2 separate regions of the Mus musculus genome follow, and region 1 is linked to region 2. A link is a contact called in public HiChIP or PLAC-seq data. All regions are on one chromosome and are shown on one strand. The core of a region is the stretch at or near the end of the contact, and the rest is flanking DNA. Distances in the headings are between cores, read along the strand shown.

The links. HiChIP or PLAC-seq counts read pairs in DNA pulled down with a chosen protein or histone mark.
Region 1: a BATF HiChIP or PLAC-seq map of CD8 T cells shows a contact between it and region 2, with 10 read pairs. The contact joins two enhancer-like sites. A contact is called at or near these places in 3 of 15 datasets of contacts at CTCF or cohesin (CD8 T cells, large pre-B cells and pro-B cells), 9 of 484 Hi-C or Micro-C datasets (CD4 T cells, Th1 cells, cerebral cortex and 5 more) and 3 of 115 datasets of contacts at active chromatin or transcription factors (CD8 T cells, fibro-adipogenic progenitors and memory CD8 T cells).

The regions. Positions count from the first base shown.
Region 1 is chr10:118,548,083-118,552,727 of GRCm38.p6, forward strand. All of the region lies in intron 1 of Ifngas1 (Ifng antisense RNA 1), which reads right to left. Among named protein-coding and RNA genes, the nearest start is that of Ifngas1, 6.1 kb to the right of the region's middle. Within about 2 kb of position 2,274, at least 22 of the 459 cell types and tissues checked have an H3K27ac peak or open chromatin away from gene starts, as enhancers often do. A contact at or near this core is called in CD8 T cells, where this site is marked.
Region 2 is chr10:118,385,012-118,389,863 of GRCm38.p6, forward strand. No RefSeq gene overlaps it. Among named protein-coding and RNA genes, the nearest start is that of Ifng, 54 kb to the right of the region's middle. Within about 2 kb of position 1,935, at least 3 of the 459 cell types and tissues checked have an H3K27ac peak or open chromatin away from gene starts, as enhancers often do. A contact at or near this core is called in CD8 T cells, where this site is marked.

The DNA.
Region 1 (4,645 bases), core at 1,024-3,523, 160 kb after region 2:
AATTACTTTTATGTATTTGGATGGAGTCAGGAAAATTTGTATGTTATCATTCATCACAGTTACCATTGACTATCCGTCAAGGTGGCTCATATTTAATCATTAGGTATCACTTTTAGTGTGACTCCTTTTGTTCTTTGAATTAGAGGCTCTTTTGGGAGGTGTTTTGTTTTGTTTTTGTGAGGGGAGGTTTGTGTTTGTTTGTTTGCCTTTTGTGCCATCGTGTATTTTAGGATAATCTTATTCTTCCCCTGCTCCAATATAGAAATTATTAATTTTTTTCAAGGATCCTTGGTTTCTTCTATTAGAGAAGAGTATTTAGTATTTAGAAGCTAACTTCTGTATGCTTGTCTTGCATCCAGTATTATTTCGCAGTTTCTCATCAAACAAAACTATCAAAAAGTGTTTTCAAAAACCATATACATGTGTATGAAATCTAAATCTGTATGTACCTATGTAATCTATTTATCTATCTATCATCTATTTACTTGTGTGTGTATGTGTGTGTGTGTCTGTCTGTCTATCTGTTTATGTGTCTAACTATCTCAGGCCAGGGGCTGAACCCTACTCTTTGTGTATTTTAGGACAGTGCTTTACCACTAAGCTACACCCACAGACACTTCCAAAATTTTAAGAATTCTTTGTGTGGTACTAATATTTGTATTTTGTGTCTGGGTAGATGTACTTTGCATTTTAAAAAAAGTTTATCAACTCTTTTTGACTTTGCTTATGATCTTTTCTGTTATACAGAAAACAAATCTATTTGTGTTTAGTCAGATCTATGTTTTCATAAAACGTCTCTGGGTCATGAGACATTGCTAAGAATTTGCTCCTTACACACAGGAATTTATTCATGCTTTCTCCCGGGAGTTTTAATTTTTATCTGTATATCTCAGTTACATTCTGGATCATGCTTACATATGGCATGATGTGTGCTCTGATCTTATTTTGTTCTAATGGATACTGAATTACCCCTGAGCCATCCCTTGATTTATTTTTCTCCTAGTACATTTGTGATGCCACTTTTATTATGTTCTGTTCTACGCTTCCAAATGTACTGGAATCTAGTTCTGTGCTTTCTGATCCACTCACAGAGTCTCCGTATCCAGCCTTCCACCAGCACCATACTGTTTTAAAGCTTTTTTTTTCCCTGAGACAGGGTTTCTCTGTGTAGCCCTAGCTGTCCTGGAACTCACTCTGTAGACCAGGCTGGCCTTGAACTCAGAAATCTGCCTGCCTCCTAAGTGCTGGGATGAAAGGCATGCGCCACCACTGCCCAGCTTCATACTGTTTTAATCACAAGGACTTTATAGAGTATTTTAATGTCTGGTATAGCCAGTCTTTCCTATGTTCTTTCTAGTATTTTATTGGCTATTTGGGGATTTTTGGTTGTTTGTTTCTCCACATGTTTTGGACATGAGTGTGTTTACTTCTATATAAAGACTGATTCATATTTTATTGAGATGTAGTCAGATTTATGCACTGAACAGAGTCAACATTCATGAGATGAAGCCATGCTTCATAATGCCTTGAAACACCTTTGTGTCAGTCCAGATTCACTCTGACATTTCTCATGGCTGTTTTTGTCTCACGTAGTTTTCCAGAGTTTATGTACTTTTAAATATGATCCTAAGTATTTCGTCTTCTTCACTGTTATTGTAAATAAGGGTTTTTCTGTTACCGGGTTTTCTAATGAATTGTGTGTGTGTGTGTGTGTAAGCACGTATGTAAATACTAAATACTAATCCTGTATGTAATATTTTAGTCTGAGATCTTTACAACTTGTTTTACTGTTTGAGTTAATGTGTTTTCATGAGCTGTACAAAAAATAAATGATTGTGTTAGGCCTTTAAACTTTGATTTATTTCTTGTGGTAGTTAGGCAATTCTGACTAAGGCAAAGGAACAGATTTGCCAAGGTCACAAGGTAAGAAATGGACAAACAAGCTTTTAAATCAAGGGCCTTCATTGTTAGTCACTCTGAGTGGTCAAGGTGCAGGTTCCCTGAACTGCTCTGTTTCTTCTGCTAGCAAAAGAAGGGGAGCAAGCTGCCCCTCTCTCTCCTTCTCCTGACAGACCTAAAGCCCTGTCTTAGTTAGGGTTTCTATTGGTGTGTGAGACACCGCGACCAAGGCAACTCCTGTGAAGGAAAGCACTTCATTGGTGTTGAAGCTCACCAATTAAGTGAACTAAATTTAGTTAGCCAATGGGCTGAACTAAACAGTGCAGAGCTTTGCTCCTTTATCATCATGGGAGAAAGCATGGGGGAGGCACACGTGGTGCTGGAGAAGCAGCTGAGAGTTATACATCTCATTGGCAGGCAGCAGAAAGAGAAAGTAACACTAGGCCTGGTTTGAGCATTTGCAATCTCAAAGCCAGCCTCACCCTCAGTAACACACTTCCTCCAACAAGGCCACACCTCCTATTAGTACCACTTTCTATGGGCTTTGGGGAGCATTTTCATTCAAAACACAACAAGCCCCAGCATTAATTGTGGGAGCTGAGTAGGAACGTAAGCAGGACAGCTGGATGAGGAGTCTCCCTGAGGTAGACCAGAAAGCTGTGCAGACATAACAAGAACTTCCTGTAACGTGTACTTCATTGTTTGGCACGACTGTAAAATTAAACTCTGGCTGGAAAACTAATAAAAAGCTCATCTCTGGCTCACCAAATAGCCCCTGTGAGCCTTAAAAATAAAAAATGCCTCTGCCCCACTCACCTGAGTTGTTCATGGGATCCATGGTTTACTCTGAGTAGAGGTGGGGTTCCTCCCCACACCTTTACCTTGTGTTCCTTCCTCAGCTCTGACACTAACCCTGCCATGTTGAAATTTCTTACTCATGCTGCATACAATCTGGAGAGAAGAGCCTCACAGGCAATTTTGGATTATAGATCTTGTATCAAATCCAGCCCTTAGCGAGCATTTAATGCATGTTTGTTGAGTGAGTGATGAAGTCATATTGCCTTCCAAACTCCTGGAATACACAGTGTTACTTGCACTACACACATGAACATGTCAATCTTCTTTTTTTTTTTTTATTTCCAGAAGGAGATTCTAAAGTTATCTATTGGAGTAACTTACTTTTGTCAGATTAATACTATTAAACAATTTGCTAGATACATAGTGTGGCCATTGCACACATATTTGCTCAAATGTTTTGAAAGTTTAAACAGTTTTCTCCTACTCTTAAGGAACTGTATATATGGATGGGGTTTTAACACGTTGGGGTAAAGCAGCGCACACATGTAAATACACACATATATACATATCAACATACATACATACATATATATATATATACATACATACACATACATAAATACACGTATATATGTAAACTCACATATACATGTATATATACGTATGTACATATCTATATGCACACATGCACTCTAGATGTTTTGATCCAATCAATACATTTTTGGTTCTGATTCTAACAGATGTAATAAGAGTTCAATAGGGGGAGAAGACCTGTGTTGTCATCCACCTACTGCTCTTCTTGTTGAGCTTCTGAGATGAGTGTAATGATGCTTCGATGGATGTTAATGAGCCTGGTGCTTTGGGACGGATTTGCACTATACCCACACTGGATAAGAAAGCATTCAGTTAGCTCATCATCTTTTAGAGCTTCCTCTCCTGGGGCCCAGGGCTCTTTTCTGAAGGGAGGTTAAGGAGATTGTCACCACTCTATGAAGATTTAACTGAATTCATCTTTAGCTCCTAGGACTGCCCAATTGAGCATATGTGATGAATCTCTGCTATCATAGGGGAATACCTTACTCTATGGAATGGCTCTCAATTCTTGTGAGGTCAAAATATTCCCATACATCACCATAGATGGTGTGGTTGTTGGTAAGGCTCTGTGGCACCAATCTTCAACTCCAAGAAACAAACAAACAAAAAAAACCCTTTCCAGTATTAACACCTCTGTCCAAACTGTAAAGGATGAAATTATGCAGATCTAGCATCTCTCATATGGCACTGGGGAGTAGTGTTATATTTTGTGCACTTTCAAGTGTGTAATGTTCTGCAATGGATCCAAAGGAAATCTGACACTTCCTAAAGCATCGTCGCAACATGCTGTGCTGGTTACTTTTGTTGGGGTGCACTATGTGAAGGTTGTCTTTGTAATATTCAATTATTAATTCTATACTGGCAGAGAGTTTTGGTATTGTTATTCTTATGGTCCATCCTCTGCCTCAGTATTTTGTAAACCTACACCTTCCTCAGTCACTGATTGGCTTAATACAGATCTGATGGAAAATAGCTGGGCAGGAAAGGGGAGGCAGGACTTCTGGTCTGAGAGAGGGTCTCTGGGAGAAGAATCTAGGTGGGAAGATTCACCAGTGGGACACAAAGGTGATTGGGCATACTGGGAGAGAGGGAAGAGAGGGGGGGGGGAGGAGAGGAGAGAAGAAGAGAGGAGAGGGGGAGGGGGAGGGAAGGGGAGAGAGGGAGAGGGAAGGGGAGGGGGAGAGGGAGAGAGAGAGGGAGAGAGGGAGGGGGAGGGGGAGAGAGAGGGAGAGGGGGAGAGGGAGGGGGAGAGAGAGAGGGAGAGAGGGAGGGAGAGAGAAAGAGAGAAAGAGAGAAAGAGAGAGAGAGAGAGAGAGAGAGAGAGAGAGAGAAGTGGCCAAGCACAGGACATGGA
Region 2 (4,852 bases), core at 685-3,184:
TATCCTATGACCGGTGCCCCCTGCATTTTGACCTGTTGTGGGTTTCTGTAATAGTCTCCATCTACTGATGAAGAGTTAGAACTACAGTCATCAGGATGGTCTCAGAGGATGGAGGTTAGATATGGCTTTTCATCTTTCTTTAGGTTGGTTATGGCCTTTCAGCTTGCTTTTATCTACAGGTTGAAAACAAAGGAATCTATAAAGGTATCAGTGAAACTGAATATTCTTCTGGAATCAAGAGCTCTTAGAAAGCCTTCCGTAAACCAAGAAACCAAGGACACCGATTTGACAGTAACCCTGACATATGATGAGTGCCGCTAGAGATAAATTCACAGCCATGTATTTATTTCTTTAAAAAGTTTTGCATAGGATACTGACTGCTATGTCGGATGATTCCAAAGTTGCCACAGCAAGGTTTTGGAGCTAAAGGGATTGTCACGAATTTGTACATTTTCTGTGTGTGTTCAAAGAATGTTGCCATCCTGGTCATTATGGCACTGTATAAATTTGATAGAAACAATATAACAACTTAGCTCATAAAATCTACTAAAGAAACATGTCAGATTTTTGTGATATAATGTGGTGTCATTTATACTTAGTGGGTTCTATCGACTTCATTATTGTCTACTTAAGGGTCAGATGACCTCTAATGATGCCTAGTGTGTGAACTTAACATATTTTGACATTAAATAAAAAGATTTTTTTCTCCTGAATCACAATTTGGTTTTCATTTCCAGGCCAATGCATTCCTAATGAAACATTCCAAGTAGTAAATGAACTAATATGTCCTGTCTGATCTGGTTGTTACCCATTTAACTAAGGAAATTATAGTGTGCTGTTGTAGAGTAGCTTCCAGGGTGTGGTGATGCTAAACCTTGATGATTTTCTCTGAGTGCTGTGTGATAAGGAGAAGATGGAGGCAACCCAAACAAAAGTGCTATGGTTTCCAAGGCATCTACAAGCCTCATTCACACAGGTCTCCCTTCAGCTAACTGAGGATTTCAATCTGGCTATATTGGGCATTTGAGACTCTGCTTCCCTGTTATAGGCACATGTCAGAACACATGGGCAGATATGCTCTCATGTTCTGTCCATCCATCCATCCATCCAGTTCACTTCTCAAGGCATTCCCTAAGTACTTGCTGTTTATAGGCAACATTGTGGTACCCTGGGCAAAATTTCTCTCTGTTTATTTAGGAACAACCTTTCCTTAATTAGTCTCACAATCCAAAATTACTTACTTCCATCTTCTTTATCAAAGCACAGTGGTCCCACATATTACATCTATGGGGAGTTCATATGGGGTACCCATCTCCTTACTAGACAATCATGATGGGGGAAGAGATAGTGAGAGGAGCTGGCAACTGGAGAAGGGGCACAGACTCTCCTTGATCTACGTTGAGAGTACTCAGTGTTTTCTAAGAACTGTCTTCAACGTGGCTAAGATAGGTCTGTCAGTGGCCTGTCTCGGTGACACATCCTTCTTTAGAAGCCTTTTTTTCCTTAAGGTCTGTGGATATCAGTGATGTTGAGTAATATACGTTTGCCACCAGCAAGGAAGTACTTAGTATGTGGACGTTAGATGATTAATGGTAAAGTTCCTCCTGCCTCCCTACAACTTTTGGGGTGTTTCAAAAATAGACTACCTAAATAGAGGTGTTCTTACTGATGCAGCACACTCGAAGCTTTCCACAGAGGGGGAATCTCACAAGCTTCTGGGGAGAGCCTGACTGGCATATTGGCAAACACTGCATTTTAATGAATTTCCTCTGCCTCATTCTGGTCCGGCTTAGAAATACATTAAAATTAGAACCAGCCCATTTTAACCTGCCCACAGATGCCAGTTTAGAAAAAGTCAAGCCACGACCTTCAGGTTTGAAACTGGTTTCAGGCTTCCTGTCATTGTTTCCAGAGATGGTGAACAGACCCCACTCACCCTATCAGTCATCCCATGGCTCTGACGACCGTGGCCCTTGACGGAGGACATCAGCTAGGTCCTACGGCCCTTGTCCTTGTATATCCCTGGTCCAGTAGCCACGGTGATACAGCTTTGGTGTGAATATACACAGCAGGGGAAGCTGAAGGAAGTGCTTCCCATCATCGCAGGAAGCTTCTAGATTATGCAGATGTGCAACCCACTGTGAGGAGCAAAAAGTGCAAGCCGGGTTGGGTGAAGCAAGGAGAGCATCGGGAGAACCCAGAAGCAGATGCAGATGGGGTTGGCAATGGCAGAACCCTGCAAGAATCCACAAGACTGCCTGCCCTCCTCTGTGCCTGTGAGATCCAGACTCGCACGAAAGCCAGTGAATTCTGTGAATACTCATGGAATGTTTGCAGTCTACTACTAGTGCTATCCTGGCAATGGCCATCATAATAATTAAAACCCAAAGTTTCTTTGTAACAGTTTCATAGTGGGAGTGGAAGGGATATGAAGGCAACCAGGAAGACAGTGCAACACAGAAAAATCAAGGAGATCCAGATGGCACACATTTTGTGAAGAGGTAAAGTCTGAGGTAACATACCATCAAGATTTAGTACGAGGTCAGTATGTCTCCTTCCACCCCTAGGGTTCTATGACGCTTGTGTAACATGTTTGCAGAATAGTGTTCATCATGTTACACATGTTCAACTGAGGAGTGAAAAGTTTAGGAACTTGAAGAATGTCTTAGTTAGGGTTTACTGCTGTGAGCAGACACCATGACCAAGGCAACTCTTATAAGGACAACATTTAATTGGGGCTGGCTTACAGGTTCAGAGGTTCAGTCCATTACCATCAAGGTGGAAACATGGCAGCATCTAGGCAGGCTTGGTGCAGGCAGAACTGAGAGTTCTACATCTTCATCTGAAGGCTGTTAGTGGAAGACTGATTTCCAAGTAGCCAGGATGAGGGTCTTAAGCCCACACCCACAGTGGCACACCTACTTTAACAAGGCCATAGTTTCTAATAGTGCCACTCCCTGGGCCAAGCATATACAAACCATCACAAACAGGAACCTCAGTGGCAAGCCTCACCAACAGAATACAAGAAATGAAGGAGATAAGTCTCCCTCACCACTATGTTAGTGCTCAGCATAGAGCTTGTTACATAGGAGGTACCCAGACATCCATTTAAAACATCCAGTGGAATAACTGGGTGGCCATAAGGCTGGAAAAGAAGACATAAAACTGGGAGATGATTTAGGAACTAAAATGGTTCAGGTCTGGTTGATGGCCAACTTGGTGATATGGGGTTGGTGCAGAGGAACTGAAGTCTGCAAGCATTCATAGTGATGCATTGTAGTGAGATCTTGCATCTCATCTTGGCTGAACAAGTGCTTTGGAATTACGTTTATATCCTCATGATTGTGATGCTCTCAACCTTGGTCACAGATGTCTCTTACTGCAAGGCTTTACTTTTTACAAGACAGGTCAAGGCCTCTCCTTCCTCACCAGGCATGCTAAGCAATACACCTGTTCTGTGGACGCTGGACCAAGGTGTCTCTGTATGCTAAGGTTTAGAGCTGGAACGTACATGTTGCAAGAGAATGGGCTTCAGATGGGTATAACTTCCTAATAGGCAGCTACCGTTTAAGGGCAGAGAAGAGCCTTCCAGGAAGTAATGGTTTCTAATAATTGTAATGGTGGCTGAGGGTTGTCTCCTAAAGAAGATTCTGGTGTGAGATGCAAACCCGAACACCATGACTTTTCACAGTATGAGACTCTCTGCATCCATGGATTTCAATGTGACTTTCATAACATAGTAAGTTAGAGATTTTATCTGAGACTCTGGCTAGGGAAGCTGGGAGGCCAACTGCAGATCTTTAACTCCCCCTTGGTTCTTATAAAATCTCCTAGTCTCATCCCCCAGCTCTGCTGCAGACCAACTGCTGAATGGCCCCCATCTCTGTGGATCACAAAGCTCTTCCCCTCTTAGTTTCTCCCCCTCCTTTCATTGCTCTATCTTAGCCCCCAACTCCAACTAGCACCACCTAAAAGCCCACTGGCTATGCCTGACAGAAAGCCAGGTGGACTAACTGCAGATCATTCTCCTTCCATTCCCTCAAGTCCAGTCCCCCATTCTTATCCTCAAATCTGCTGTCCAGTCCTCTATTCCTAGCCCCATCTCTGATATCCCATCAGCCTTACCTCACTCTCTGCCCCCCATTCCCAGGGGGCTAAGCAGATCTTATAGGAGACAACCCACTTTTTTCCTTCCCTTGGATCCTCTCAGCACCCCTCTCCTAGCCCATCCCCATTTTACATGTTAGTTCCCAATAAATATGGAAACATTTTATCTGCAATGCCAGTGGCCACACCTATCAGGATCCAAGGAGAATCTCCCATGAGGCAACACATACTTTTAAGAACCTGAGAGGGCTACAGAAATCAAGGGCAGGGGGGAGGGGGAAGACAAGACCAGATATCAATACCTGGAATCACAATCTTTTCAAACCCAGATGCCTAGGTGCCAGCGTCGAAACACAATAACAGCTAGGATAAGAAGCTTCTACCAAAGCTTGGGACTCCTACTACAGCAGGCCTGGAGTAGTAGAACCTAGCTGAAGCACAAGAAAAAGGCCTTAAGATCTTCTTTATGCACATCATATTGGCTCTTATAGAAGAAAATAGATATTTTTTTAAGAATCTATGAAAACATAGTGGAAGAAAGTGAATAAAATAGATCAAGACCTGAAAGTGGAAATGGAATCAACGAAGAAAACTTAAACTGAGGAAAGTTTGAAAATGCAAGTTTAGGAACTTGAACAGGAACCTCAGCAGCAAGCCCCACCAACAGAATACAAGAAATGAAAGAGAGAATGTCAGGCATTGAAGATCTGATAGAACTGGATATCTTGGTCAAAGAAAAAATTAA